2 separate regions of the Callithrix jacchus genome follow, and region 1 is linked to region 2. A link is a contact called in public Hi-C data. All regions are on one chromosome and are shown on one strand. Each heading gives the region's core, a stretch centred on a gene start, on an enhancer-like site or on the middle of the called end of the contact. The rest is flanking DNA. Distances are from core to core; before and after follow the strand shown. Region 1 overlaps PCNX1 (pecanex 1). Region 2 holds the start of MAP3K9 (mitogen-activated protein kinase kinase kinase 9).

Region 1 (6,474 bases), core at 1,841-4,340, 160 kb after region 2:
ATGGTTCAGGCTGTACAAGAAGCATGGTGCCAGCATCTGCTTCTGGTGAGAACCTCAGGAAGCTTCCAATCATGATGGAAAGGGAAGAGGAACTGGTGCGTCACATGGTGAAAGAGAAAGAGAGAGAGAGGAGAGGGGTGCCATATATGCTCTCTTTAACAGCCAGCTCTTGTGTGAACTAACAGACTGAGAATTCACTCCTTACTGCAGAGATGGCACCAAGCCATTCATTAAGGATCCACCTTTGTGACTCAAACCTCTCCCACCAGGTCCCATGTCTAACACTGAGGATCAACATGAAATTTGGAGGGAGACCAATACCTAAACCATATCATAGAGAAATAACTTGCTGTTGGACTTACTGAGAAACTGTGCATCTGTTACCAGCATGGATGTTGTAGATTGTTAATAGAAATTTTGGCTATTTGTGATTTTTTTTTTCTTCTTCAACTCCGTTGTAAATCATATTTTGAATTTTACTGATTGATTTTAACTACCACATTTTCATGTTTGATTTCTAATTTTCAAAAATACAGCAACAGATATGTCATCCTCATTTTCGAATGGAGATTATCCAAGGTTCTATAATTAACGAGCCAGAAATAGATTAGAAACCTGTCTCACTATTGCCACCCTGTTATAACCCTGTTATTTTCATTAACCTATAGGTGATGTTTGGTGGGCAGACAGGCTGACAAATTTTTTATTTTTAATTATGAAACTTGTTTATGAGGCTACAAACAGATAACTAAATTGGGACATTTGCCCATTAATATTTTACCCAAGTTCATTTCTTACAAGCATATTTTGTTACTGTTAGTTGGAATTTTAAGTTTATTATTGTAACTCTCTGCTTCTTTGGAATTACAGTACCCTGTCATTCTTTCCTTGCTTCTGTGGACTGCCCTATTTAACCCTATACCCCATTCCTAAAACTGAAGAGACCTTTAAATGTACTGTGTGGGCTGGGCACAGTGGCTCATGCCTGTAATCCCAGTACTTTGGGAGACTGAGGTGGGTGGATCACTTGAGGCCAGATGAGACCAGCCTGGCAACATGGTGAAACCTTTTCTCTCCTAAAAACACAAAAATTATCCAGGGTGGTGATCCACGCCTGTAATCCTGGCTACTCAGGAGTTGAGACATGAGAATCACTTGAACCTGGGAGGCGTAGGTCGTAGTGAGCCGAGATTGCGTGACTACAGTTCTTCCTGAACAGAGTGAGACTCTGTCTCAAATAAATAAATAAATAATAAATAAATGTATGTGTGTACGTATGTATGTAATGTACTTTGTGTTATGGAAACTTTTAAAAACATCCAGCATGGGTAACATAGTAAGATGCCTATCTCCACAAAAAATAATAAAAAACATTATCCAGGCATGATGGTGTGTGCCTATAGTCTCAGCTGTGTGGGAGGCTGAGAGGTGAGAGGATTACATGAGTCCAGGATGTTGAGGTAGCACTAAGCTGTGATAGTGCCACTGCATGTGATAGTGCCACTGCACTCCAGCCTGGGCAACAGAGGGAGACCCTTTCTCTCTCTCTCTCTCTCTCTCTCTCTCTCTCTCTCTCTCTCTCTCTCAAGCAATCAGTATCAATTTCTTTGAGAATACCAATATCCGTTTCTACAATATGAGACCATCACAGTGTCTCAACAACTAGATAATAACCTTAGAGGGGTTGGTGCCCTTGTGTTTAGGGATTCTATGTCTTATTTTATAATCTGGAAAGTACCATATGTAAATAAGATTTTTATAGTCTGGCAGGTTGGGAATTATATACACACAAATCTACCCTTGCAGCTATGCATTAACATAGACAATGATGTCTACCATTCACTGGGTGCTTACTGTTGGCCAAGTTTGGGGTCAGGATACTTTTCTGTAAAGGACCAAATAGCTTGGTGTAGGACATGTGGTTTCTCTTGCTACTCAGCTGCTCAACTCTGCTATTGTAAAGTGAAAAAAGTCATAAACAATACAAAAATAGTGGGCATGGCTGTGCTCTCCTAAAATTTGGTTTACAAAAACAAGTTTGAGGGCTGGATTTGGCTTCATTGGCCTTAAGTTTGTCAACCCTTGGTTTAAGTCCTCTTCTAAGCATTTTATGTGCATTCATCCAGTTATTCTTCACTATAAACATTTGAAGTTGGTACTGTTATTATTCTCACTTTACAGATGAGCATGTTATTGCTTAGAGAGAAGCTATAAGAAACTTGTTCAAAGTCATACAGCTACAGAGTGGCAGTCCTGTAATTCAAATCTAGTTTTGAATTATGCTTTTTAAAATTTATAATACTTTCATTTAGTTTTAAAACTTGCTTTTATCATGTAACATTTTTCCATATGTTTAACATTTAACAAATATTGTCGAGTACTCTTGGCACTCTTTTAAGTACTGGAAATAAATCAGTGAATAAAAGGACAAAATGTTCCACCCTCATGTGGCTTCCATACTATTAATATGGAATCATACTGGTATAAATCAACATATATGTAGTAAGTAGAGACAGAAGATAGGGATTGGTGGGGACTGGGGAAATTTTAATTTTAAGTAGAGTAGTTGAAGGCAAACCTTTCTGAGAGCTAAGACCTGAAGAAGGAGTGAGCGCTCAGGATATCTGAGGGGAGGGCCCTCCTCCACACAGAGGAAACAGCAAGGACAAAGCCCTACACCACGAGTGTGCCTGTCAGGTTTGAGAAATATTGTGGCTGGCTCAAAGTAAGTGAAGGGCCAAACCGTATGGAGTTTTGTAAGCCATTTTAAAGGTGCATTTTAATTCAGAGTGAGATAAGGAACTGCTAAAGGATTGTATTTCATTTCATTGGAATCACTCTGGCATCTATTTTGAGGACTATATTAAAAGGGGCAAAAGTTGAAGCAGAGAGCTCACTTAGCAGATTAGTGCAGCAATCCAGAGCACAGATCAGAGTAATGAGAAGTAGTTTGACTGTATAGAAGATACTAAGAAGATAGGTTATGGATTTGGATATACTCTGTGAGAGAAGTATTGGTCATGGATGACTTAAAGGCTTTTGAGTTAAGCATTAGGGAGGACAAGGCCCCGCTAACTGAAAGGAGGAAGACTAAGAAGTAGATTCGAGGTGGAGAGAGCGTGGGGGGTTCAGTTCAAGGCATATCAGTGCTGTACGCAGCAATGAGCAGATAGAGAGGTCCAGATTTCAGGTAAGAGGTTGGGGGTTTGAGATTCAGTAGTTGTCAGTGAATAAATAACAACAACACAGGTGGCATACATGTGGCCCAGCTACTTGTGAGGCTGAGGCAGGAAGATTGCTTGAGCCTGGGAGATCCAGGCTGCAGTGAGCCATGTTTGCACCACTACACTCCATCTTAAATCTGCTCCTCCTCAGTCAACAAAATCAGTCATGTCAGTTAAGGGGTTGGGTATTATGAAGTTGATAAACTATCAGGGCAAGCCTTCTGGTTAGCTGCTTGGGGTTTATGTGGCCTGACTTCTTGATTCAAATCCCTTTTCCTGGCTAGGGTTTGGCGCCACCTAGTGGCAAATGTTCATACTGGCTTAAATATCATTTGGGACTCTTGCCATTCTCCTCTGGTTTGGATTTACAGGATTTACAGGACAATGATTTTTAGTTAGTTTGTTAATAGTTGATTAGTTGGCATTTTGTCACATCATTCAGGATGACTGGGAGAAAACAGGATATTGGGGTGTATCCTCAACTTTTTCACTTCTAAGATAATCTAGTTTCCTTACCTCTCACTCTTGTCTTCCCTATCCAAGATCAGAACTTCAGACCATCCCCATATGAGTATGAGGACTGGGTAGAAAACGGAGGAACTAGTTACAAATATTTCTGAATTTTAGTTTGTCAGGGGGATAGAAAACTGGAGGAGATTTACAAAGAGGGAGTATAGGTAGAAAAATGAAAAGTTCTAGCCAGGTGTGGTGGCTTACACCTGTAATACTAGCACTTTAAGAGGCCAAGGTGGGAGGATTGCTTGAGACCAGGAGTTTAATACCAGCCTGGGCAACATGGTGAAACCTTGTCTCTAAGAAAAATACAAAAAATTATCTGGGTGTGGTGGCATACACCTGTGGCCCGGCTACTTGTGAGGCTGAGGCAGGAAGATTGCTTGAGCCTGGGAGAGCAAGGCTGCAGTGAGCTATTATTGCACTACTGTGCTCCAGCCTGAATGACAGCAAGACAAAGTAAAAAGTTTTAAGATCTGAATTCTGAGCCTCTTTAGTTTAAGAAGTCCAGGAGACTGAGTAGGAACAACTGGTGAGATCAAAGGAAAACCAAGACTGTTATATGCCTGTATTCAAGGAGAACGGATTGACCAGCTTTGTCAAGTGCTGCTGACAGGTCAGGTGACACAAAGACTGAGACTTGACCATTGGATTGAACAAGGTAGAGGATGGTGGTGACCTTGATAAACAGAGTCTTAGGGGAGTTAAACTGGAATCCAAAGAGAGAATTTGAGGAGAATAATCAAAGTGAATATAGACCACTTTTTTCGTGAATTTTTTAAAGGTGATAGTGAGCAGGGGAAGTAAAGATAAGGAGGGATTTTGATTTTGTAAGATGTTTTAAGAGAAATAACAGCATGTTTCTATAATTGATTACTATCCATAATCAATTGATGAGGGAGATCAGAAGAGAGAAAGTGTGATTTACACTTCTGCCACTGAGAAACTAATTTTTCTTGGCATATTTTTTTATTTTTATATAGTTCAGTGGTTTTTAGAATATTGTGCATCCATCACCACAGTCTAAATCAAGAGCATTTTCATGACCCCAGAAAGAAATCTGCACCTATTACACTCCCCATTTCTTCTTCAAGCAGCTCCTGACAACCTCTAGTTTACTTTCTGTTTCTATAAATTTGCCTATTCTGGACATTTCCTATAAATGCAATCATATGTGTTTTTTTAATGTGCCTGGCTTCTTTCACTTACCTTATTCTGGCATGTATTAGGATGTTGTTTCTTCTTATGACTATCTGTGGCATATCACTTTTTACATTTATAAAAATATACACATATATGCCATTAGCATTCGTTTAAACTTACAGAACTGGAATTATACTTTTTATATAGTGCCACCTTTTTCACTTAAGTATTTTCTCATGTTATTACATAGTCTTTGAAAATGTTTTTAGTACTTGTATGAAATTATTAGTAAACTTCATAACTTATTTAGCCATTATTTATAGGACATTGTTATACTTCTGTTCTTTAAGAACTTTTATAATAATGTGACATAAACAATTTTGTGCTAAAAACCTTGTACACATATTTGACTCTTGTCTTTTAGCAAGTTTCCTACCTTGAAGGTAAGAATACCTTTTCAAGTTTCTTGGCCTTATTGCCAGATTGCTTTACAGAAGGTTATACCAGTTGGTACCACTATGAGCAGTATGCCTTTCTTATTCTAAATGCCACTAATAACAATTACGAAAAACAAAAAAAAGTTTGAGTTAATGAAAAATAGTATCTCTTTGTGTTGATTTGGGCCTCTTAAACTTTGATATAATCTTTTTTCATATGGGTAACAGTAAGAAAAAATGTATTTACTTGAAAATTTCCTGAAACTACCTAAATTCTTTCTGACAAAATTAAACCTTTTATGGTATATTTGTTTAGCAGTATAGAAAAAAAGTGCATGTATTAAAGTAAGTTTGGCTGTGTCTTTTAAAATGAAATACTTTCATTTCTGTTTTATTAATTTCCCAGAAGGAAGTTGGTTTTGATCATTAGCATTTAAAAAAATCTTTTGTTATCTTAGATTTAGGGATTTTCAGTTACTTGCTCAGAGTCGTTAAGTTTTCTGTAAAATTCATATCCTTGAAATGTGTGAATATCACACCAACCCATAATTGCTTATTCGAGATACAGAGTTTTTAAAAAATAACTATGATTTAGTACTACAAAAAGTACAAAGCTAACTTTTAAATTTTGATATTTAGAAGGTATAAGAACCCAACTACAGTAGCAGCTGTGGTAGTAAAATAATAAAGAACATGGGTTTTACTTATCTTGAAAACTTTAAAATGTAAGAAAGAGTATGATTGGACATTTATAAGCTACAATTTTATGGTATACTCCAGAGGTTATCTGTGAGTTTTTAATTAATTAATCATAGCTAAATCTACGTTTAGATTTTTTAAAAGTCTATAAACATTTTTTTTAATTGCATTTTAGGTTTTGGGGTACATGTGAAGAACATGCAAGATTGTTGCATAGGTACACACATGGCAGCATGATTTATGTATATAAACATTTTTAGTAACTCATGTATTTTAATTTTAGGGGGAAATGTCTGCTTTGATCATTGAGATTCTACTAGGAATACTCAGACTTACTATAGAATCTGTTATTGTACTTTGTCTATGCAGCTATGACAAATAAGCCAATAATTTTTCTTCTTATTGAACTAATAGCAGGTTCAAATCTCCTTGTCTGTCAAAACGTATATTAAAAAATC
Region 2 (5,744 bases), core at 2,035-4,534:
TTATATTTACATCATTAATCTCCCTCACCTATCTTATAAGCACCTCCTCATCTTATCACTTCTTTATGTCCTGGTGTTTAACATAGTATACAGTATCTATCATTCACTAGGTACTCAATAATTAGTTTTTGACTGAAATTAAATTTTCGGAATTATCAGAAATTAATTACAGTCAAAATCAGAACTCCTAGCGAGGCCAAATAAAAGAGCATACCAGGTCTTTCAAATACCATATTCTTCAAGTCAATTCTTACCATTAGAACAAGTTATTTCCTACTTTCTCAACATTTGGGTTCCAGATTTAGGAATCCACTCTTTCCAAGGTAACCTGTATGACAATGAAGATAAGTCCTGGCCACCTAATGAAGAAGTATCACACTGTTGCCATGTGTGGCTCTGTGGACAGTTTTTCAGCCTAAGTCATACTCACTCCTGACTGCTCTGGTACCCAGAGCACAAGATATTAAAGAAACTGAGTTCCTGATCATGAACCTCACCTAGCTCTTCTACTCTGACATTAGCTGTCCCAGAAAACAAAATCACAAAACTACACCCACAGAATCAAAATCTGACTTATGTTTAAAATGACACTATGTTTTCTAATATGCCAGGCTATTCATATTTCTTCCAATATATAACCAAGTTCATTTTCAACACTATTTCAAAACACTATGCCAGGATGCTTAGCCTTCAGCCTACCAAACTCGTGCCAAAAAGATGTAGTGCCCGGAAACAACTTAAAGTAATTTGCTACCTCTAGGCATGTTAAAGATCAACATGAAGAAATATGAAGTTTTCAACTGAATGAGGGAGAGGGGAACGTAAAGATTTGAACATCAATTTGATAGTCAAAACACCGACAGAAAAAGAACAGCTGAAAAACAAGTGAAGAGGCTATGATTTTGATATTACATGCTAGTTTAAAAAAAAAAAATCTTAAGATAGGCCAGACACTTTGGCTCATGCCTGTAATCCAACACTTTAGGAGGCTGAGGCTTGTGGATCACTTGAGGTCAGGAGTTCATGATCAGCCTGGCCAACATGGTGCACCCCATCTCTACTAAAAATACAAAAATTAGCTGGACATGGTGGCAGCTGCCTGTAATCGCAGCTACTCAGGAGGCTGAGGCAGGAGAATTGCTTGAACCTGGGAGGCAGGGGTTGCAGTGAGCTGAGATTGCGTCACTGCACTCCAGCCTGGGTGACAGAGCGAGACTCCATCTCAAAAAAAAGAAAAACGCACACATCTTAAGATAAAGAAACACAACTGTGAGGTAAAAAATAGGGCCAGAAACGTAATTGTTACAAAGGAAATTTTAAAACTACATATTTAAAGTTGGTCCTTGCTAATGACATTTTAAAAAATCAACTAAGATGAAAGTATACAAAATAAGGAATAAACAGTAATTAATATGTATTAACAATACCTTTTTAAAAGATAAGAGATTATGGAAACTCTCAAATACAAAATAGTGTAAACTGCACTAAAGAGATATTTACATGTTTTTTTCTGAAACAACCTAGTATGATTAAGGGATTCTAATGACAACTTAACTCCCTTATAAAAACAGATCTGATTACAGGGTATGAAATACGGGGCTCCTGGAAAATTGACGGAAATCAGGACACTGGAAGAAAGGCCCTGGGAGAGACCCCTGAGCATGGTCCCCCTGAGATTTGACCAGTTCCAAATAAGGGCAAGGATCTAGGGTGAGAAGAAAGGAGAAAATGTATTTCCCGAACAGCCTCACTGTCAAGGGTCTGGGATACTGCCACTGTACCTTGCAATCCTGATCTCCCATGGGGGAACTACATACTTTTCCCTCTCTGATCATCACTTGTCCCACCCCCACTCCAGACACACACATCCCTCAGCACATTAAATCAGTGAGACTCCTAAAGGTACAACTTCTGAGATACAAGGATTAGGGTCCAAGAAATCAACCCGACATTTTACAGGCACTTGAGCCTTGAGTTCACACAGGCTTCCGGGACTGGTGAGTCGGCCCAGCCCTGCAGGAGACACCCCCATCTCTTTAAAAGCAAATGCCTTTAAGGGGCGGGGACAGGCATTAGAAGAGGTGGTGGCAAGGTCCCAGATTTGGCGACCAAGGCTAGGACCCTAACCACTAGCTCGCCGGGAACACTTACAGATTGGGAATGGGGGTGGGGGGGAGGGGGGGAGGTAACAGAAGAAGGGACTGGGAAACAGACAGATTCTCGGGCTGGGACTTCAGAAAGTGGAAATCGAGAGCCAATGCTGCGGTGCCAAATTAAGGTGAAGAAGCCCAAGTGCCTGAGGAGTGGGCAGGCCCTGAGGCGTCTCGAGTGCACCAAGCGAAGCCCGAGCTGCCCGAGCGCTGGCGCCACCCACACCCGGGTCAATCGTGCCTCTACCCACCCCAATTCTAGCCCTCGCGGAGGGCTCCCCTCCTGCCAGACAGCGCCCCCCCCACCCCGCCCCCGGCCTCCGTCATTCCCCCTCCCCGCCCGGCTCCCGGGCCCCGCCTTCGCCTTACACTGAATGGGCGGGTAGCAACTGGGGTCCTCGCCACCGGGCTGGCAGCGGCTGGAGAAGGCGCTGCGCGGGGTCACGTAGTTGCTGGGGAAGATGCCCACCCGCTGGTTCAGCTGCCCGGTCCACCATCCCTCGTCGCCGGACACCTGCGAGTCCTTGGACAGCACCTCCACCACGTCGCCCAGCCTCAGGGTCAGCTCGTCCTCGCCCGCCGCCTCGTACTCGAACACGGCAGTCCAGTAGGGCAGCGGCGCGTCGCAGCCCATCTCCCCGGGGCCCGCCGCTGCCGCCGCCGCCTCCTCCTCCTCCTCCTCCTCCTCCTCGGCCCCGGCCCCGGCTCCATCCTCCCCCGGCGGGGCGGCAGCGGCGGCGCTCGTCAGGCAGCCGAGAAGCGCTCTGGAGGGCTCCATGGAGCGGCCGATCCATAGGGTGCGGGGCCGCCGCCGCCCGCAGGAGCCGCCGCCGCCTATTGTTCATGCGCCTCCGCAGAGCTGGGAGGAACCCCCCCGACGGCGGCCGCAGGTAGGGCCCGAGCTAGCCGGGCTAGGACAGCCGGCTCGCCGGGGCTGTGGCAGCGGTTCGAGGAGAGCGCCGAGCCCGAGCGCCCCGCGCAGCCCAGGGGCGCGGCGGGCCGAGTCCCCCACTGCCCGCTCGCCCCCGGGGGGCGGCCTCGCCACCTCCGCCGCCGGTACCTGCTCGCGCAGCCGGTGCCCACCGCCGCCCGCCGGCCGCCGCTCTTCACTCGGAGCCGCGCTGCGCCGCGCCCCGCCCCCCGCGCCGCCCGCTCGCCGGGACCACCTGACGCGGGCCTGGCTCCGCCCAAGCCCTGCGGACCCGAAGGGGGCCCGCCCCGCGCCTGCCCCGCCCCGCGCCCGCCGCCTTCCTATTGGCTGCGGCAACCCCGTCCCCGGTTCCTCCGCAGTGGTTGGGGCAGCCTCGCAGGTCCCTCTCACTCCCTGCGCCGCCGCCGCCGCACCGTGCCCGCCCCCTTTGCGGGCTCTCTCATTCCCAAACCCAGGTCGACCCACTCCTCCTGCCCACTGGCCCGCCGCAGCTCCCACCATTGGCCCGCGGCACCTGTCCGTTTCCTGGGAGAGTTCAGCACCTCCCGGCAGGAAGAGGCTCCGGCCTCATTGGGTGCGTGAGGAGGGAAGGGTGGATCCTAAAAGGTAATACTGAGCCTTCATTCCGACTAAAAAGGCTGGAAAGGAGGCCGCTGCCTTTGTTTGTGATGGATGGGTAGGGGCTGCACTGGGCAGCACCGGTATTCTCCATCCTAAAGGGGCTTCTGAAAGTAGGCACAGGGAAAGCGAGCTGGGCTGCACACCCAACAGAGCTCTTCCTTCCCCAGATCCCTTTTACAGTTAGTTGGATTCTCCCCTCTCATGGATCTGGCTCTGCCCTAGTCCAACCTAGAGGGCCACTCTCGCCCGGAACCTTTCATCTCCTTTTAGGCCCAGTGGGATGTTCATTAGAAGAACTCTGAACACTACAGTTCTTCCCCCTCCCTTTTTTTTTTTTTTTGTGAGTCTGAAAGTTCTTCCCTTTATGAAGACTGCACCACAGCTCGCCCTCTCCTGGATTCCTATAGGAAGAGATCCAATGCCACTCTTTTTTTAGAATTCAGAAAGAGAGGAGACCACCTTACTGGGTTTCAAACTGGGGCTGGGAACGATGCCATGAATTGGGCTTGGTCTGTCTGAAGGGAGCCAACTTTTCGGCAATCCTTAGGCTTCTTATTTATTTATTTATTTATTTATTTTGTAAAGACGGGGTTTCACCATGTTGGCCAGGCTGGTCTTGAACTCCTGACCTCAGGCGATCCACCCACCTAGGCCTCCCAAAGTGCTAGGATTACAGGCATGATCCACCGCACCTGGCTCCTTAGGCTTCTTTTGCCTGGTGGAATTACATCTTGGATCGTGGTGAAATCTGTAGAGGTCAGATTAAGAAGAACCAAAGCAAAATAAACGCAGAAGCCGATGATGAGTTCATGAGTGAGAACGACCTCTTCCTATGTGCCTTTGCTATACCCCGTGTTTTGAACATTAAGAAAGAGATAGGAGGTCCATAATGTTTCTTCTTGCTTTAATCCTATCATACCAACGTTGACTTCCAGTTAGGTTCTCTGATACTGCTTTGTTTCTTTTTTCTTTTTAAGACAGGGTCTCACTTTGTTGCCCAGGCTGGAATGCAGTGGCGCAATCTCGGCTCACTGCAGCCTCATCATCCCAGGCTCAAGTGATCCTCCTACCTCACCCTCCCTAGTAGCTGGGAGTACAGACACGTGCCACCACACCTGGCTAATTTTGTTTATTTTTTTGTAGAGACAGGGTCTCACTGTTGCCCAGGCTTGTCTTGAACTCTGGGCTCAAGTGATCCACCCGCCTCAGCTTCCCAAAGTGTTAGGATTACAGGCCTGGGCCACTTCACCTAGCCCTCTGAAATTTCTAAATAAGCCAGTGCTGAAAGATCTACCAAACTTTGTTACCTTTTCTCCTTCAGTGGTAGGAATAGACATTATTTATTTAGCAAGGGTGAGTGCTTTTGTTGAATTTTAGTTTGGGGTTTATTATTACACAAACTAAAGACAGTGGGGCAGTTTGCAAAGGTAACTAGGCAGCTGCGTGACTTTGGGCACGCAGCTAACACTGTACTCCTAAAGTGAAGGGTGTGAACTGGAAGACATCCTATGTCCTTATAGGTCAGACATTCTGTGGTTTGCTCATCAATATGACTACACTGTATAGTCAGAGCACACATTTGAGGTCTTCAAGAAGAGAGATGAGGCTTGTTCTAAAAAGCATGCAGAGTAGGTCTTGAGAAACGATTTCTATTTAAGTAAAGGCCCTAAAACAATGCTCAGGTTTTTATTAAATATAGGATCTGTGACCTGGAAAAGATATAGGTGAGTCTGAATAAATTCTCTAGGATTTGTTTTAGACAAAACCATTCCACCCTCAAGCAAAAGAGAGCAAAGAAGTAGGGGTGGAGGTATTTTGTGTTTTTTTTTAAAGGCCATAAAAAAAATTGTCTTGATAAAATTTTAAGTTGGGGCTGGGTATGGTGGCTTGTGCCTGAAATCTTAGCAGTTTGGGAGGCTGAAGCAGGAGGATCACTTGAGCACAGGAAGGAGACCAGCCTGAGCAACATGGCAAGACCCCCATCTCTATGAAAAATTTTCTTGGGGATGTAAGCCTGTAATCCCAGCTACTCAAGAGGCTGA

The links. Hi-C and Micro-C count contacts between places; a contact is called where the count stands out from the background.
Region 1: a Hi-C map of induced pluripotent stem cells shows a contact between it and region 2, with 2.9 times the contacts expected there. The contact joins the enhancer-like site here to the promoter of MAP3K9 in region 2. A contact is called at or near these places in 2 of 3 Hi-C or Micro-C datasets (induced pluripotent stem cells and skeletal muscle).

What each region holds. Positions count from the first base shown.
Region 1 is chr8:105,899,396-105,905,869 of calJac240_pri, forward strand. The region is part of intron 5 of PCNX1 (pecanex 1); the gene reads left to right. Among named protein-coding and RNA genes, the nearest start is that of PCNX1, 59 kb to the left of the region's middle. Within about 2 kb of position 3,091, at least 3 of the 16 cell types and tissues checked have an H3K27ac peak or open chromatin away from gene starts, as enhancers often do. A contact at or near this core is called in skeletal muscle, where this site is marked.
Region 2 is chr8:105,735,206-105,740,949 of calJac240_pri, forward strand. MAP3K9 (mitogen-activated protein kinase kinase kinase 9) reads right to left here and starts at 3,285. Exons shown (of 11, transcript XM_078335274.1): 1 at 2,520-3,285. The coding sequence starts at 2,928.